Regions from separate parts of the Bos taurus genome. Here region 1 is linked to region 2. Evidence: chromatin contacts called from public Hi-C data. All regions are on one chromosome and are shown on one strand. The core of a region is the stretch at or near the end of the contact, and the rest is flanking DNA. Distances in the headings are between cores, read along the strand shown.

Evidence for each region. Hi-C and Micro-C count contacts between places; a contact is called where the count stands out from the background.
Region 1: a Hi-C map of liver shows a contact between it and region 2, with 4 times the contacts expected there. The contact joins the enhancer-like site here to the promoter of TREH in region 2. A contact is called at or near these places in 2 of 11 Hi-C or Micro-C datasets (liver and skeletal muscle).

The regions. Positions count from the first base shown.
Region 1 is chr15:29,531,544-29,536,636 of ARS-UCD2.0, forward strand. All of the region lies in intron 1 of UPK2 (uroplakin 2), which reads left to right. Among named protein-coding and RNA genes, the nearest start is that of UPK2, 4.8 kb to the left of the region's middle. Within about 2 kb of position 2,563, at least 50 of the 102 cell types and tissues checked have an H3K27ac peak or open chromatin away from gene starts, as enhancers often do. A contact at or near this core is called in liver and skeletal muscle, where this site is marked.
Region 2 is chr15:29,320,109-29,325,117 of ARS-UCD2.0, forward strand. TREH (trehalase) reads right to left here and starts at 3,001. Exons shown (of 15, transcript NM_001192570.2): 1 at 2,847-3,001. The coding sequence starts at 2,935.

The DNA of each region.
Region 1 (5,093 bases), core at 1,313-3,812, 210 kb after region 2:
CCTGTCTTTCAAAGCGTTTACTATACCTTGAGGTTTATCTCTGTGAAATGTGATACTATATTTTCATATACACTATCTAAAAAATATTTAACAGGACAGAGATGAAAGCAAGTCCTAAAGCAAACAAATGTTCCTGGTTGATACCAGTCCATGTCATACTGAGAAGCAGCAAGATCCAGGGTCTTGTAGGTGGAATGGGTCAGATCATAATGAACCTCACAAGCCTAATAGAAGATTAAGAAAGTCAGAAGGCTCAGAACCACAACAGAGTTTTTGAGTAGAAGAGTGACATGGAAGCAGACTATAGGTATAGCAACAGAATAAAACACTAACTGTGGAACTCCACAGATCTGGACTTGAGTCCTAGCCTTATTGCTTACTAGCTGTAGAACTTGGACAAATTAACCACTCTGAGCATCAATTCCTTCTTCTGTAAAATGATACCTACTTTATAGTTTAGGGTGAAGATTAAATTAAATGACATATATGAAGAGCCTAATACATAATGGGTGTTCAATAAATCAGGCTTTCCCAGATGGCTCAGTGGTAAAGAATTCACCTGCCAACGTAGGAGACGTCGGATTGGTCCCTGGGTAGGGAAGATCCCCTAGAACATGGCAATCCATTCCAGTATTCTTGCTGGGAAATCCTATGGACAGAGGAGCCTGGCAGGCTACAGTCCACGAGGTCGCAAAGAGTCAGACATAACTGAGCACGCACACTTAAATCAGGTAGACAAAAAAAGGAGAGAAGAAAGTCATGTTTCAGATGGGTTTGGTTTCTAAGAGGAGACTATCTTTCTAGGAGGCCCAGGAGAGAATGAGGCTATAGGGAGAGCCCCAAATGACTCACTGGGCACTTGGTCTCAGGTCATCTAGATGAAAGGGTACAGGGATAGAAGCAGATTCTCCTCTTACAAAGAATTGATACCTCTTGAACTCTAGTTACATATGGAGGATGGCAGAGAGAGAGGACTCACAGGTAGCACCAATGTTTTTACACTGGGTGGTGATGAGGAAGTACTGTAAGGAGGGGTGATGGTGTTCAGAAGACAGGTTCATGGTTAGAGTTGTTGAATCAAGCATGATGAGATGTATACCCTGGTTCTGACCCCGAGGATGTAAGAGACTTGAGTAAAGCCTGGAGAGAAGTCAGAGCCAGATTCATGTATTTGGGACACACCCCATGCCAGTGGGTGTTGTAGGCATGGCGTGAGGTCTCTGAGGGTGAGTTGGGAAGTGAACCAAGGACTGTGCCATGCAGGACCTCCCAGAGCCACACTGATTCTGTTTGGGACTGAAGAAACTGTCTGATCCCGTGCCCCCACTCCCATTTCCTGCCCCCTGGTCAGAATTGAATAGAGAGGAGACCTTCCATCCACCTTCGCATCACTGACCTCTGTCCAGAGCCCACGGAAACCCAAACTGTGTCCCTCCACAACCCTCTGCTTTTCTACCCTGATGTCAGAAGGAATTCAAGCTCTTGTCCAGCCAATAGACTCTAGCTTGTTGCTATAATCCTGGACTTGAGAAGGAAAAGACGAAGGGGAAGGTGTAGACACAGGGGTAGGCAGGGACAAAGTGAGCTGCAAGAGAGAAACAGAAAAGCTGAAGGGTGGGGTGGGGGAGGTGGGGGAGTGGGGAAAGGTGAGCACCATGGGTACAGGAAAAGGCAGACTGATAGAAGAGAAAACAAGACTCAAGGAGGGGGGCAGAAAAAAAGATTTGCTGAGAAACTGATGAAGTGCAACTGAGAAAACTGTTGCCATGGTGATGGGTCCAGAGGAGGGAGTAGGAATATAAATTGGATTATGAGTTGGGGGAGTGAAGAGGGCGGGTTGCTCAAGATCCAGAGGCAGTGTCCCCACCTCAGGCCCTCCCCACCAGACCTCCTTAATCCATAGGAATGCCTTTCTCAGAGGTCTTGTGTGGCCAGTGGGGAGGCCAGTGGGGAGCGAGGAGTGAAGGAGGGCCCCAGGCACCCCCCTACCCCAGGCTTCCTAGGCTCTTGGAGAGTTTGCTCCATAGACCCTAGTTTCTGTCATTCTAACTCTTCATCAGTGAAGAGAGGGTAGGGAACTTGTTTTAAGCACCTACTATGTGCCAAACACTGTGTTGGGCACCTCAGGCGTTGTTACATTCCGTCTGCAGCACAGCCCTTGGAGGTAGATTTGATCGCCTCCACTGGTAGGCAGGAAACTTCGAACAAGGCCCCAGGCTGGCAAGCAGCAGCCAGAGTGGGGCACAGTGGAGCCCATCTCCTCCAAAGCCATTTCCTCCCTTCCTAGCCCTCTGCCTACCTTGTAGAACCTGTGTCGAGGTCCCTGGCTTTTCCTGCACCCACTTCGGACTGGACGGGGCAGGATGGGCGCTGTTGGGGGTGGGGAGGGGAGGGGTAGATGAGTTAGGGGCTCTCATCCTGTTCTGAGAGATAGAGTTGGGGAAACCGGAGGAAAATACACCACAGCGGCCAGACTCTGGGCTCAGTGGGAGGCGCCGGGGTGCTCTGAGCTCCGGGCTGCGGGAGTCGGGAGGAAGGGCTGAGGTGGGGAGGACGGGCTGAGGCGGGGAGGACCGTGGGAGTGGGGGAAGCGCAGAGGCCAGACCATTTCCGGCAGTGCTGCGGGGGAACTCCAGTGCGGCCACGTGGGGAGCCGGGGAACCGGCGGTCTCGGTTTGCAAGTCTCTGAGCTAGTGAGCCAGAGGGACCGGGGGCTGGTATTTGACTGCAGGTCCCTGCAAGTGAAGTGCCTGGAGGGGGCGAAGCGGGGCGCGGCTTCCCTCCCCCTCCCTCGGGCTTCTGTACAAATAACAGTTTTGCAAAGGGCACCGTAGCTGATGCGCATATTAAACAGGGCCTGGGGAGGTGGGAGAAGGCCAAGTCTGGGGCTGTGGCCTGGGCAGTTCTGCCAAGACCACCCCTCCCCCTCAGGAGGGTGCCCTGGGATTCAAGGGGATTCTGGCCCTCTGGCCCACCTGGCTACCTTGAAACAACTCTCTCTGGGGGCTGGCTTGAGCCACACCCTAACCAGGAAGTGTGTGTGTGTGTGTGTGTGTGTGTGTGTGTGTGTGTGTGTGTGTGTGTGTGTGTGTCATGTGTGTGTGCCTGTAATGGCTCCAGCTTGTCTCTGAGCTGGAGATCCCAGGTCCCTGCCCCCCACCCCTGTAGAGGAGGTTGAGGAGGGGGGCGGGGGCGGGGGTAAAGCTCCTTCCTCCTGAGGCCTGAGGGAAAGCTGATCTAGATCAACGCACTTCTGTTGCTTCATTTCACACCATCTCTTCCACAAGCCACCAACATCCAGGATGGCCCTCCTGACCCCACAGGTTTGAGACCCAAAAGGGTTTGGACTGAAGGAGGGTGGGGGTTGAGAAAAAGCCTCTTCGGTGTCCTCCTTCACACCTGCCCTCCCCAGACTGTCTGGTCAACTAGCCCTTTGCCGAGCCTCAGACCCAACTCCTCCCAGACCTGCCAGCCTTCAACACCCTCATGCCCAGCCCAGTCCCCCTCACTCAGGAGTACCCCTAGTCTGAAGCAGTCCCCATGACTCCTACTTGCCACATGCAAAGAGCACACGTCATGGCTCTTTATTTGCTGAGCACCAACTAGATGGGGAGCATGCCTCCTAGAAATGTTCTCCTTTCTGTACCTGGGATACCTCTCCTGGTTCTTCTCTTTTCCTTTTGGGAAGCTTCTCAGTCTCCTCAGTTGGCACTGAAGGTAAAGAATCCGCCTGCCAATGCAGGAGACAAAAGAGACTCAGGTTCAGTCCCTGGGTCAGGAAGATTCCCCTGAGAAGGAAATGGCAACCCACTCCAGTATTCTTGCCTGGACAATCCCATGGACAGAGGAGCCTGGCGGGCTACAGTCCATAGGGTCGCCAAGAGTCGGACACATTTGAAGGTACGGAGCATGCGTGCACTCACGCACTCAATCTCCTTTGCAGGCTCCTCTGTTCCTCTGCCCATAGTATTGGTGTTCCCTAGTTTCTCTCCTTGACCTTTCCTCTTACTTGGCACATCCTTCTCTCCAAGATTGCAGCTGTCACACCTAAGCCGACAACCCTTGGGGCTCCAGAAAACGCACCCGCCCACCTTCCATACACTCCACCTGGGTGTCCTCCAGCACCTCAACTCAGCAAGTTCAGTGATCTCCACCCCCTTTCCACAAATCTGCCCCTCCCACCCCGACGCATGCCCAGCTAGTGACGCTGCCATCCTCCACCCAGATGCCCCAGCCAGGACCTGGGAAGCATCATTAATTAACTCTGTTCTTCACCCCTCTCCACAGCCTTCCCAGCCCAACCATCACCCCCAAATCTCCTCTTCTATCATCTTTTGCCTGGAATCTTATCTCCACAGCGTATCAGAGATGTCCAAAATATCTCCCAGCTGTTCAGCCAACAAAATCTCTGCATTGCAGCAAAAGCCATCTTTATAAGATACAAATCTGATCATGACGCTCTCCAGGTTAAAACCTTTCAAGGGCTTCCTTTTAGCCTTAGGATAAAAATTAAAATTGCTTAGAACTTTCCTGGTGGTCCAGCGGTTGACAGTCCACCTGCAGTGCAGGAGACATGGGTTCAATCTCTGGTCCAGGAAGATTCCACATACTTTGGAGCAACTAAGCCCATGCACCATGACTACTGAACCCCAAGCACCCTAGGGCCAGAGTTCCACAAGAGAAACCACCGCAATGAGAAACCCATGCACCGCGACTAGAGTAGCCCCCATTCACCACAACTAGAGAGCCCACGTGCAACAATGAAGACCCAGCACAGCCAAAAATAAATCATATTTTAAAAAACTAAAATTGCTTAATGGGGCTTACAAAACTTTTTATCTGATCCCAGTTACTTCTCCAGTGACTCTCTCAAAATCCACTCTAACACAACCCCACCTTGCCCCCCACCGATGGGCCCATTCCCTAACTTTGGTCCCTAACAGCCTAGAACAATCTCCCCTCTCCACTCCTCCCCCACTGCCTTCACACTGCTAATTCCTACTCAACCTTCAGGTCTTCACTTAATCACCACTTCCTCTGGGAAGCCCTTTGGAACTGCCCAGGCCCCTTCTGTGAAGTGTCTCTCTGGCAAG
Region 2 (5,009 bases), core at 1,751-4,250:
TGTGGATTCTTAGCCACTGGGCCACCAGGGAAGTCCTCACCCCATTCTAAATAACTGTTTCAAGATGCCTATCCTGCTGGGACGAGACCGTTGGCTCTGTCCTCTGTCTATCATATTCTCTTGGGAATCAGTCTAATTTTCTTCATTATTTGTTGTTTCAGAATAATTTTTTCCTTTGGAAATGGCTCTGGGGCTACTGGCTGCACATCAGGGCAGCCAGAAGCAGGACCTTCCCCAGCACATTCTGTTAGCAGAGGCCCTGAGACCAGAGGCTGTATTTAGGACTGACTAGAATCTTAGTTTGGCTTATCTCTCACTTTCATTTTTGCTATTCTAGATGACAATACCAAGAAATTCTATTTTTTTTTTCTTCTTATTTTGCACTTTCTTATGCATTTGGTCAGCGAATACCCCAAGAGTTGGATCCATCAGCTCTAACTTCCATTGGTAACTTTTACCTCCAGTAACTGATCACAATAAAACTGCTATTCTGAACACATGGGTGACCCTGTGGCCATCCAGGAATCAAAAGATGCTCGTTCCTTGCCCTTTCATCTTGCACTTTCCAAACCATGTGTTTTAGTGAGACAAGATCATCCTAGCAAATCACACATGTTCTGACAACAATTACAATATTGCAATAAAATTCTGCCACCAAGAGTTAGCTTGGATGCCACCCCCAGGTCAAAGCTATAGTCCCCAACAAGATTGCCCTCACTCCAGCACCAGTTGTAAGTTCAGGGGTCCTAAAGTTTCCACCACTTCTGACCACTGGCTACAAGTTCAGGAGTTCCCATGAGAATTTGCTAGAATTAAAGTTTTAGTGATTTATAAGAGCAGTTCACAGAACTCAGGAAAGCACTATATTGGGATTGCATTATAGTTCTCATAAGGATACAAGTCAGGACTGGCCAAACGAAGACACATATAGGACAAGGTCTGGGAGAGTCCTGAGCACAGAGCTTCTGTGTTCTCTCCCCATAGAATCAGGACACTCCAACCTCCTGGTGCATTGAAGGTCAACCAAAATGAGGCTGCACTGAACTTTGGTGTCCGGAGTTTTTCTTGGGGTTTTGTTGCATAGGTGCATGCCCGCATGTGTGCTAGGTCACTTCAGTCACGTCTGACTCTTTGCAACCCTATGGACCGTAGCCCACCAGGCTCCTCTGTCCATGGGATTCTCCAGGCAAGAGTACTGGCGTGGATTGCTGTGCCCTCCTCCAGGGGATCTTCCTGACCCAGGGATCAAACCTGCGTTTCTTATGTCTCCTGCATAGGTAGGTGGGTTTTTACCACTAGTGCCACCTGGGAAGCCCCACTGCATAGGTATGATTGATTAAATCATCAACTATGTGATTAAATCCAATCTTCCGCCCTGTCAGGAGGTCAGGCTGGTATCAGGCACCTCAAAGCCCCAACCTTCTAATCACTTCATCTTCTAACATGACCTGTCCTACTTCAGACATCTTAGTAGCATGACCCATCTAGGGACTCATTATGAGTCACCTCGGTCACAGAAGCGATTCGAGCTTAACCTGAATACCAAAGACACTCCTGTCACTTGGGAAATTTCCAAGCTCTTAAAAGTTATATTCCAGGAACTCAGGACAAAGACTGGACAAATTCTTTGTTATACGATAAGTTGTTTGTGTAGTAAACAGTTGACATAGCAGATTGTGTTTATACCCTGTACATTTCAAAGACAGTCTGATAGGTGCCTAAGAGATACCTTCTAAGCTCCTGGGGCCCTACCTGATAAATTTTTGTTTCCTGGGACCTTGGACCATGCCAGATATTTTATCCTATTAATGTGATTTAAGGTGGGGGCTGAGGGCCACCCATTATCATTTTGACCTTTAGACACCTGGAGAATGAGTAACTAGGGTCACCGTGAGGATACACTACGTCCCTGTAACTGATCCCCAGTCAAAATTCACGGGTGCCAAGGCTCCTGTCTGGCCGTGCCTCAGGTGTGTATTAAACTGTAACCATGAGTATAAACATTTGGTGAGTACTAGTGGAAGATATGGGCTTCCCCGGTGGCCCAGGGGTACAGAACCTGCCTACCAATGCAGGAGACATGGGTTCGATCCCTGGGTCAGGAAGATCCCCTGGAGAAGGTCATGGCAAATCCACTCCTGTATTCTTGCCTGGAAAATCTTATAGACAGAAGAGTCTGGTGGGCTACAGTCCATGGGGTCGCAAAAGTCAGACACGACTTAGAGACAACAACCATCCCCAGCGAACTTCTATTATTACTTTTCTTGCTTGTTATGTAATAATAACCGTAATAATAACCTTCATGGACCTCATTTTTCTAGTTCACTGCTGCAACTCAGGAGGCATAGCAAGAACTCAATAAACCCATGATGAAGGGAGAGTGGCTGCCCTGTGAGTCCCAGAAGCAGGATGGGGTCGCTCACCCCTGCTATTTGGAGATGGAAACTGTGGCTTTGGAAAGAGGTTTGGTCATGGAGGTCAGAGGTCAAACCCAGGGGCTCCTTGCAGGTCCCTACTCCCACTCTCACATCCAAGGCAGGGAAATTGAGCAGGAAGTTTCCCAGAACAACCCTGAGAACAGGCCTGCACAGTTCAAGGAGCAGCTAGAAGGGAGAGCAGAGGGAGGGAGCACTCCCTGCGTGGCAGGCTCCTGGCCTGTGTCCAGCCGCCCACAGGCTGCCTCATCTTTTCCTAGCGCTGGGGGTCAGTGCCCAGCACAGATCCTGAGACCTGATCTCCTTCCCTTCCCTCCTCTCTGGAGGGCTGACCCCGATGCTTGAGCTCTCCTCGCGGCCCTCCAGACCTGGCCTTCCGGCAGCAACCCCAACTGCCTTCTCCGCTCCTACCTTCCACAGGGTGGGGGCAGGGCCTCCTGGGACCCCAGCCTCAACCCCAGCAGGAGCAGCAGACGCAGCCCCCAGGTCCTCCCCTGCATGACGCTGTGGCTATGGCCAAACAGGAGCGTCAGGTGCCTCCTGCTAGCCGGGCCGCAGCCTGCTCGCCTCGCCCGCCAACCCGGGGCAACCAAAGTCCAGGTCTGAGGCGTGGCCACACGATGAGCTGGGCCACACAGACCGCTCTGTGCTCCTGCCCTCAGTTCACAGGGGCCGCCCCTGCCCCCTGACTTTGTCTTTTCCTCCCCTTTTGTTTCTCAGCCTCAGCTGGGGCCTCCTGCTCAGGCCCTTCCCACAGAGGCGGGGTGAGTGTGGGGAGATGGGACAAAATTCGGCCACACATCTGTGACCCAGATGCCGGTCCCTTTCATGGCCCCGAGGTTCCCACCTCAGGGGGTTACCATTTCCTTTAACATTTCAAACAGAAGGGCTCAAGATTCTGTCCCAGGTACAGTGTGAAAGCCCAGGACCCTTGTGATTATCTACCAGGAAGGCTGTGGGAGCACAGGCAGGAGGAAGACCTACCATGCTCGGGACATTTCCTGCGGGTGTTGAAGATGACATAGGAGTTTGCCAAGGAAATGGACTGGAGACCATTCCAGTGTTGGCAGTGGCAGGGCAGCTGCAAGAAGCTCAGCCTGGCCAGAGAGACCTGGGGTTGGTGCAGGGGAGGGAAGCGAGGCAAGGCCAGAGGGACGTGTTGGCACCAGCCTGTCGGGGACCTTTGCCAAAGCCAAGGAGGCAGCGGTTCCAGTGAGGGAGCTGGCAGAGAAGCCCGTGAGCCGAGGCAGCAGGATTTGATTTGCTGTAGGAAGCTCCCCCCTAGGCACCAGGGCAGGGGTGGGAAGGGGCGGGTGAGGAGGCGGCAGCCCAACCCAGGACCCCTGCCTCAGGCCTGAAATGATGGGGGGTCAGGTGGGGTGGGAAGGTGGTGCTGCCAGCCGGCCCCGCCTGCGTTTAGTGCTCATATGGCCTTGCCTTTGCGACTTGGGCTCGCTGCCCAGAGCGGTGGTGCCTGCTCGCTGTTCGCCCCCAGACGGGGTGGCCAGGCCTGTGCCTGCCCTTGCCAGCACCCCATCCTTCCCACCCCAGGAGTCCTCTGCTCTGCGGGCTCACCCACCTCCTTCCTGGCACCCCGGCCTCCAGATGCTCCCTTTACTTCCTTGAAAGTTTTTTCTTGTCATTAAATAGACACAGCATAAATACAAGCCATTTCAACCGTTTTTAAGCGCACAATTGGATTTACATCACATTCATGATGTCTGGCAACTATCCCCGTTATTTATTTCCAAGCCTTTTTGTTTTTATCATCCGAAACACACTTTATAACCTTTAAGCAGTCACTCCTCAATCCTCTCTCCCCACCACCCCTGGAAGCCACTATTCCACTTTCTGTCTCTATGAATTTGCCTTCTAGATGCTTTATGTAAGTGGAGTCATACAGCATTTGTCATTTCATTTGCACGTTTTCAAAGTCAGCCTATGTTGTCGCATGTATCTGGATTTCTTTCCTTTTTTTTTTAAGCTGAATAACATTTCATTGTATGTTTAGACCACATTTTCTTTTAGAGACAAGTGTGTTTGGGGGAATTCCCTGGCAATCCAGTGGTTAGGACTTGAGCTTTCACTGTTCACGGGCCTCGGTTCGATCCCTGGTTGGGGAATTAAGATCCTGCAAGCCTAGCAGAGCCAGCAAAGCAAAAACAAACAGCAACAAAAAAGTAGAGATGAGTGTATTTTTTAAACACTTTACTGAAGTTGATTTACAATGTTGTGTTAATTTCTGCTATACAGCAAAGGGAGTCAGTTACACACACACATTTTTTCTTATTTTTTTCCATTTGGTTGATCACAGGAGGTTGAATGTTTGTTTCTGTGCTATGCAGCAGGAGCTTGTTGTTTCTCCGTTCTACATGTAATAGTTTGCAGCTGCTAATCCCACATGCCCAGTCCATCCTTCCCCCATCTCTCCTCCCGCCTTGGCAACCACAACACAGTTCTCTATGTCTGTGAGCCTGTTTCTGTTCCACAGATAAGTTCCTTTGTAGACCACATTCTCTTTAACCATTCGTCTGTCATCGGACATTTGGTTCACTTTTACTTTTTGGCTATGTG